2 separate regions of the Sus scrofa genome follow, and region 1 is linked to region 2. A link is a contact called in public Hi-C data. All regions are on one chromosome and are shown on one strand. Each heading gives the region's core, a stretch centred on a gene start, on an enhancer-like site or on the middle of the called end of the contact. The rest is flanking DNA. Distances are from core to core; before and after follow the strand shown. Region 1 has its middle 89 kb from the start of KYNU. Region 2 overlaps KYNU (kynureninase).

What was found. A called contact is a pair of places that touch in the nucleus more often than the background predicts.
Region 1: a contact with region 2 is called in a Hi-C map of liver, with 3 times the contacts expected there. The contact joins two enhancer-like sites. A contact is called at or near these places in 1 of 5 promoter capture datasets (liver) and 5 of 47 Hi-C or Micro-C datasets (liver and skeletal muscle).

The regions. Positions count from the first base shown.
Region 1 is chr15:9,069,325-9,073,721 of Sscrofa11.1, reverse strand. No RefSeq gene overlaps it. Among named protein-coding and RNA genes, the nearest start is that of KYNU, 89 kb to the right of the region's middle. Within about 2 kb of position 2,856, at least 2 of the 83 cell types and tissues checked have an H3K27ac peak or open chromatin away from gene starts, as enhancers often do. A contact at or near this core is called in liver, where this site is marked.
Region 2 is chr15:8,896,423-8,900,902 of Sscrofa11.1, reverse strand. All of the region lies in intron 8 of KYNU (kynureninase), which reads left to right. Among named protein-coding and RNA genes, the nearest start is that of KYNU, 84 kb to the left of the region's middle. Within about 2 kb of position 2,297, at least 2 of the 83 cell types and tissues checked have an H3K27ac peak or open chromatin away from gene starts, as enhancers often do. A contact at or near this core is called in liver, where this site is marked.

The sequences.
Region 1 (4,397 bases), core at 1,607-4,106, 170 kb before region 2:
TTCTATTAATAAGTATCTCCAAACTCTAGTTATATTACATTTAATCATCACAAAAAAAAGTCCATCCCTGAATTATTATTCTACCCATGTTCTAAATATGAAAACTAAGGCTCAGCAAATAATGAAGAGTGCATACAAATTAATTTAAAAAGAGATAATTTCTGCAACAGAAAAATGAATAATGGAATACTGAATAATTATTTTGAAATATTTAACTTTCTTAGTTATTAGTTACACATTTATTGAAGGATCAATATTATTTTTTAACTACCAAAGTAGCAAATATATTTTTTAAGTGATAAATACCCAGGACTTGTAACTAACTAAGTACCTAAGGATCAAAAGTTGGCACAAAGCTATAGATGGCATCTGACTGCAAATATTTTTACTAAGGTCAATTAATTCAGGTATTTTCTTAATGAAATAATTATATGTGTGTATACACATATGTGTATATATAATAATATGCATATGTATACCTTTTTACAAAGGTATCTATGCTGATGACAAAACAAAAAGTTAGATGTAACTTTAATATATAAGAAGGGGATCTAGTGTTGTCTTTGCAAAGGCACAGATTCAATCCCCAATACAGTGGTTAACGATCCATCATTGTTACAGCTGTGGTATATAGGTCACAGCTGCCTGTCAAATTCAGTCCCTGGCCTGGGAACTTCCATATGCCACAAGTGCAGCAGAAAAAGAAAAAAAAAAGAATGATTACATAAAAAAAAGGAATTAGCAATATTTAAAGAATTTGTATGTTTTTCATATAATTAGTGATCCCTCTAATTTTTATATTTTCTAGTTTTATAATGTATTACAGTATTTATATAAATTATGATTATATTCTTTAAAATTTAAAAATATATAAAAATACATACCTTGTTAAACCACCTTCTATGCTTAAAACACATCTCACATCTCATTTGACTTTCACAATAATGATTTTAAAATGTCATAATTATTCTACTTTGCTGACAGAAGACTGAGGCCTAAATTGAAGTTACTTGCCAATATCTCACAGATAATGTAAAATTTAGTTCTAATAATCATGTTTTCTTTTTCAGAATATTCTTTGTATTACAACATGCTGACAGGATATGAACAATTACATCTCATAGGTAATAAATATATTTTACCATACGTATGAACTTTAAAATTTATATTTATAAAGCAGTAGTTTTAAATATGCAGGCCTAAAATGATAATAGCTATTTTTAAAATTCCATATTGACAAATTTAACTTGTGGCAAATACATTTCTTATCAAAAGAAAGATTTTCAAATTGCTAAACATTGAATGGGACACCACCATTGAGATTTCCAATAACTGGTTGCCGTGAGGGACACTGAATTTCCTTGTAATACAAGCACAGCCTACGGGTGCTATATTTAAAACTACATTGGCATTTCTATTAAAATCTAATCTTTCCAAGGGTTTATGCCAAAGCCATAAAAATTCTACCTGACAGAAAGGCAGAATTGCAAGTCTTTGTGGAGACTGTTTTCTTCCCTTTCACATAAAACCAGTCTACCTGTTTGTTTTCTTCATGGCATCTAAACACTTTAGCAGAACCCAAACCTTGGATAACTATTAGGCAGTTAAAGTTTATCAGCAGTCTACGAATTTGAGGAACTGTTAGCTGACCATTCTGTCTGAAGACTTGCCTAGTCCAAATTCTGTTCTTATAAACCTAAAAGAAGCTTTTGGTTAATACTAATGGATTAAAAAACAAGAACATTTTGAGTCACTGTGCCAACAGTATATATTGAACATAAAGAAATGAAATGTTGGGTTTTCCATGTTGTTCAGAAAGCTGGAAAGATTGCACAAGCCTGTCAGCTATCACTCAAAGATGTATGAATTTTAAAACTTCTTTGTAATTATTTCTCTATTATTCAATTAAATATACTTTTTTTGAAACCTAGAATTTTTTGCTTGTAATCATTTTATTACTGCAGGAGATAAAGAGAATTACTAGAGACAGTTCTGTCCTCAAAGGGCTAACAATTTCATTGCAGAGATAAAATAAACCTATAAAAAAGTGTGGTTCAAATACATAATTGTAATCACTGTGAAACATTTGCTAAGAATATAAATGAAAAATCTTGGGCCATTGAATACAATTTAACTATTGCCTCACTTCTTAAGGACTTTATGACTGAAAACAACATGATGCAATTGTGTTCATAAGGTACATTAGGAAACTGGTAGTTATTGATCAAACTGAGTCTCAGTTTTTTTAACCGTAGGGCAAGAATTGGATATAATCAGTGTTTTTCATGCTTAAAAGGAATTATTCCCCCCCCCCATTAGTGGGCATGAAATCAATTAAATGGGTCACAACCAGCATTCTTTTATAAAATAGTATAGAATAGATAATTTATAAAATTTCAAAGTGCATCACATAGTGCAAGTGTTGATTCATGAAACTTTTTTTTAAGGTGCATGTGTATATTTGCATATGTTATCCATCATAACATATATTTCTTTTGTGGATCAAAATATGTAAAACTTAGATTGACTAGTTTCATTCCATCTCTTAAGGTCTGTAGTCTTGTAAACTGTCTCAGATTTCATCATGCTGTTTCAACACTGTTTCACATTAAACATTAATCTACACTGGCTTTCAACATTCATGAGTTTAAACAAAAAAATTCTCTGCTATAATCCCTGTTCTTCCAACGTTTTTGTAGAGAATATGAAGGTTGGTAGTATCTCACATGTGTCATGACCTTTCTAGTATAATTTTTCTAATTTGCAGTTATTTTCTAGGCATTGAGGCATATCTGTCCTCAGACACATTGCCAGTCCTTGAAATATTTGCTAATGCTGTATTTCAGGCAGAGTACTGTGCTGACCTCAAATAACAGGGATCATTCCTAGGACCTTATAGCTCAACTCATAAACTGAATTCTCTGAACTTTGTGTTTTGTTTTGTTTTTTAACCTTGTTCAAACGGCTGAGAGGGCAAAAGATGTTACCACTTTCATATTTTGCCACTTCTCTTGCCTTAAGAATCCCTTCCTGTTCCTCCAGCCAAAAGATAAAAGTCTTTGTGTAGTTCATTTGTCTATTTTCTTCTGGCATTCCAAACGCTACACTTTCTGGCTCTGCTGTATAGTTTAGGAGTTTTGGAGTCAACACATATATCCCAGGTCTCTTTTGATAGCCGGCTTTTTGATGAGTGCTTATCATTTGTAGGTCAAACAGACAGTCAAAAAGTAGGAGGAAGAAAGAAGCTTCTAGCTTCTGGTTCCTACAGTTTGGTAGCTGTTGAAAATTGCTAGAGATGCAGAGAAGGGATATGAGGTTGGACTTAAGCAATCTGGCATAGGAGATCAACTTTTCAGATTCAATCTTGGTTGAGATTTATCCAATTTTTTGTTGGATAAAACAGCAACTACATACAGATGGCCGAGAAACACATGAAAAGATGTTCAGCGTCACTCATTATTAGAGAAATGCAAATCAAAACCACGATGAGATACCACCTTACACCAGCCAGAATGGCCATCACCCAAAAGTCTACAAACAATAAGTGCTAGAGAGGGTGTGGAGAAAAAGGAACCCTAGTACACTCTTGGTGGGATTGTAAATTGGTGCAACCACTGTGGAAAGCGGTATGGAGATGCCTCAGAAAACTAAACATAGAACTACCATTTGATCCAGCGATCCCACTCCTGGGCATCTATCCAGAGAAAACCACGACTCGCAAAGACACATGTACTCCAATGTTCATTGCAGCACTCTTTTCAATAGCCAAGACATGGAAATAACCTAAATGTCCATCAACAGAGGAGTGAATCAAGAAGATGTGGTACATATACACAATGGAATATTACTCAGCCATCAAAAAGAACGAAATACCAGCATTTGTAGCAACATGGATGGACCTAGAAACTATCATGCTAAGTGAAGTCAGCCATACAATGAGACACCAACATCCAATGCTTTCACTGACATGTGGAATCTGAAAAAAGGACAGATTAAACTTCTTTGCAGATCAGATGCTGACTCACAGACATTGAAAAACTTATGGTCTCCGGAGGAGACAGTTTGGGGGGTGGGGGGATGTGCTTGGGCTGTGGGATGGAAATCCTGTGAAACTGGATTGTTATGATCATTATACAACTACAGATGTGATAAATTCATTTGAGTAATAAAAAAAAAAAGAAAAAAAAAAACAAAAACAGCAACTAAAACAGTTTCCAACAACTAAGCATCAGCATAAGCTCATGGACTCCTCCAGCACAAGGACTTTTACAGCTTTTGATATTTATATATCACATCTTTTTCTTTTTTACTTCTCTATACAACACTACCTTTTTCCCTTCTACTCTTTATATCCTTTCAACACTTCCATAACCAATCTCCAGAATAAATTTCCTTTC
Region 2 (4,480 bases), core at 1,048-3,547:
CAGCAAAGGAAACCCAAAAGAAAACAAAAAGACAACTTACAGAATGGGAGAAAATAGTTTCAAATGATGCAATGGACAAGGGCTTAATCTCTAGAATATATAAGCAACTTACACAACTCAACAGCAAAAAAGCCAATCAACCAATGGAAAAATGGGCAAAAGACTTGAATAGACATTTTTCCAAGGAAGATGTATAGATGGCCAACAAGCACAGGGAAAAATGCTCAACATCACTCATTATTAAAGAAATGCAAATCAAAACTACCACGAGATACCAACTCACTCCAGTCAGAATGGCCATCAATAATAAGTCCACAAATAACAAATGCTGGAGGGGATGTGGAGAAAAGGGAACCCTCCTACACTGTTAGTGGGAATATAAATTGTTACAAACACTATGGAGAACAGTATGGAGGTGTCTTAGAATTCTATACACAGAACTATCACCTGACCCAGCAATCCCACTCTTGGGCTTATATCCAGACAAAACTTTCCTTAAAAACCACACATGCACTCAGATGTTCATTGGAGCACTACTCACAATAGCCAAGACATGGAAACAACCCAAATGTCTATTGACAGACAATTGGATTAGGAAGATGTGGTATATATACACAATGGAATACTACTCAGCCTTAAAAAAAGAATGAAATAATGCCATTTGCAGCAACATGGATGGAACTAGAGATTCTCACACTGAGTGAAGTAAGTCAGAAAGAGAAATACAAATGCCATATGATATCACTTATACCTGGAATCTACTGTAAGGCACAAATGAACCTTTCCTCAGAAAAGAAAATCATGGACTTGGAGAATAGACTTGTAGTTGCCAAGGGGGAGGGGGAGGGAGTGGGGTATTGGGAGCTTGGAGTTAATGGATGTAGACTATTGCCTTTGGAATGGATTAGCAATGAGATCCTGCTGTGTAGCACTGGGAACTATGTCTAGTCACTTATGATGGAGCATGACAATGTGAGAAAAAAGAATGTATACATGTATGTGTTGCTGGGTCACCATGCTGTACCGTAGAAAAAAAATGTATTGGGGAAATAATTTTTTAAAAAGCCATTGTGTTATAATGTGAATATATAAAGTTATCAGGACTGCAGTGCTACAAGGGAAAAAATTAAGCTGTAATATTCCATGTTTCATTTTAATTAACAAAAGATGAACTAAATTTGAGAGATAGTGAGCTAGCGCTTCACCTGAAAAGCTCAGCACAGCCCTATGTATACTATTATTCCACTGGTTAGAAACATTTTCAGTATTGTGCTAGGGCATATGGCAAAGACAAAAACACAGGGCATTCCTTGTTTTATTGAAAGGGATTTTAAATATATTTTAAACTATTATTGACTGTTCAAGGAACATCATTTCAAAAGATGCCAAGTCTGAATAAACTGTTTATGCAATAATGCAACAGAAATAAAGGATCTCAAATAATACTCTTTCACCATTTAACTTCAGTTTACAGAGTATTTATTGACAATTGCATGACTTCATTATTTGTTCATTCATTCATTTATTCAACATTGAGTTCATATTATGTAATAGTAGAGGACAGTAAACTGAAACATTGCTACAGGAAATTTATGCAACCAGGGCTATAAGGTGAGAAAGAAAACAGAGAGTTTGGAATCTTCCCAAGGAAGTAATCTTGTGATCAAAATATGAGCTACCAGGCAAATGAGGTTTATGTAAATAGAGGAGTTGGGTGTAGGGCACCTGAGACAGGAAAGCCATAAAGAACTAGATCATAAAGGTGTGTAAAAGTCATGCCTAGGAAAATTAGTTACATTCTGAAGTTAATGGAAGGATCTTTGAAGGGGCACAGTTTATAATCAAATGTACGATTTAGAAAGTTCATTGGAAGAAGGTAGGCTAGAAGTAGTCAGAAAGGTTGGAAAACTGCTGCCATAGTTTGGGGATTGAGTATAAGAGGTGGGTGACAAGGTGCTATGCTTGTATGTAGTTTTATCAATAAAAGCGTTCAAAACTGTGGTTAATTTTAATAAAAATCTGTTCAAAAATATTTTACTTCTATTTTTTAAATTGCATAAAGTGTGCACTCAAGCATGCAGTTTATGTTTTCACATACTCATACTGTTTTACCTATTTTTATTGGTAAAATAATGAAAAAACTGATGGCTATACAGAGGTTTTGGAGAACTAATAGTTTTGGGTTTTTTTAAATGATTTTTGTTTTTTCCATTATAGTGAGTTTACAATGTCCTGTCAATTTCTACTGTACAGCAAAGTGACACAGATACACACACACACACAATTGTTTTGTTTTTAAGATGCTGCCATCTAGTGAAACTTTTATAAAATCACTTTGTGATCTCATTCAAGTTTGTATCTTAAGGTCATTTTCTCAAAACAGTTACATTTTAATAATTTATGTTCTCTGCCATCCATGCGGAAAAAATTGTACCTCCATTAAAACGTATTGTTTGAGCCGCAGGTGATTTTTTCATATGGTGCCACAGATGTGACCACAGGGCTTTTAATAACAGGATGAAGTAAGTGAAGTTTCATGGTTTCTTCATTGTGCCATTCTTTATAAATAACTGATGATAAAATAAAAGTGTGGCCTTTTTAGTCCTTGAGTTTTCTAAGAAAAGTTAAGTTGTAAAAACCTGCCTATAAAAAGTTAACTTGTAAATATCTCGTGGTTAAAAAAATCACTTTAAATAGAAGTGTTGGTGAGAAAAAACAGAATTTTAAGTTCAGAACCATTTTCCCCAAAACTTAGTTTCAGTATTAAAAGTGCATCTTAAAATTCAATTTGTGTGTGTATCTGTATATATTTACTGAACCTAAATATTAGTTTGCATACCTAGGTTTTAATAACCTCTAAATCTTGATAGAGATTAATTGTATTTTCCTTCCAGTTGCTCCAAAAACTTACATAGCATAAAGGATCTATCATAATTTTTACAAAATGTGTTGCTCATTTTTTGTGTTTGAGAAACAAAACACCTGTAAGCACCTTTTATTTTATCAAATTCTAATTGTGACCACATTAAAATGAGTAAGGTTTCTAATTAACCGAGTCTCCAATATATTGTTTCTGCTATGGTAATCAATGCTATAGGTTAGAGGTCAGACAGTGTTTTTCGTAATGGGAAAATTAGTAAATACTTTAGACTTTTTCATTTATGTGATCTCTGTTGCAATGATTCACTTGTGCTTGCCAAAGCAGCCACAGACACTATTTAAACAAATAAGACTGGATGAAACTGGTTGTGATCAAGTATAACTTCAATCATTAAAAACAGGTCATAGTTCACACCCTCTATTCTCAGGAAAATACCTGTAATAGCTGTTGGGATTATTTATTCTTAAGAGGTGTTAGAGCAATATAAAATTGGTCCCTCTGAAATCATTTACCTCAAAAACCTCAATCTATAGATGTATTTCTTCAAAGTTGCAGGATGTCTTCAGTTTTTAGAATGTGATTATGTATGCTCTTAATAAGCTAACAACAGAATTCAGAAGACATGTGCAAAGTGAACTATCATTTAATGATCATTTTTTTAAAAATTCATGTTCATGTATAGTTATCTTAACACATCTTATAGAGAAAGAATCCCTATCGTCTCTAGCTTAATGTTTTCACATTTTGATATGCAGAAAGATATATGGGCTTGATGGTAAGCCATTAAATTAGAAAATTACCACGAGTAAAATTTGGATAGTATTTTTCTCCTAACATTTACAATGTAAATAATGCTGGTAAAAGCAATCTAACTTAGCCAAAATGTAGCCTTTATTTTCCATACTGTATGTAAATAATGTAGACCTTTTTATTTATTTATCTTTTTGAGATACTGGAATTTAATTTCTAATGTCTCAAATAGAAACAGAAGGGAACAACTGGAATAAGAAATTAGGCCTTAGCTTCCATGGCGATTTTTTATTTTAATTTTTCTTTTTTACTTTTTAGGGCCACACCCACGGCATATGGAAGTTCCCAGGCTAGGGGTCAAATCGGAGCTACAGCTGCTGACCTATTCCACAGCCACAGCAACGCGGGATCCGAGCCACATCTGTGACCTACACCACAGCTCATGGCAATGATGGATCCTTAACCCACTGAGCGTGGCCAGGGATCGAACCTGCATCCTCATGGATCCTAGTTGGGTTCCTTAACCGCTGAGCCACGAAGGGAACTCCTGTAATTTTTAGTTTTTTATACAGTAATAATTGTGAGGCTATTTGTCAACTGAAGATACATATAAAACATGAAGAACAAAACAACAAAACACCTACTCCATATTGTTCTGGGAACTTAGTGGAAAGAGAGGCTCAGTTTCTAAAATACTGAATTCTGCATGAAGACGTAAAGAACATTTGAGACAATACAAGTAAGTAACTGAGATAAAGTAGATACAGAGAGTAAGACACTGTTAGTGTCTCAAGACAATGTTTAGGAAGAACCCAGTACAGAATTAAAAAAATATCATTTTTATGGATT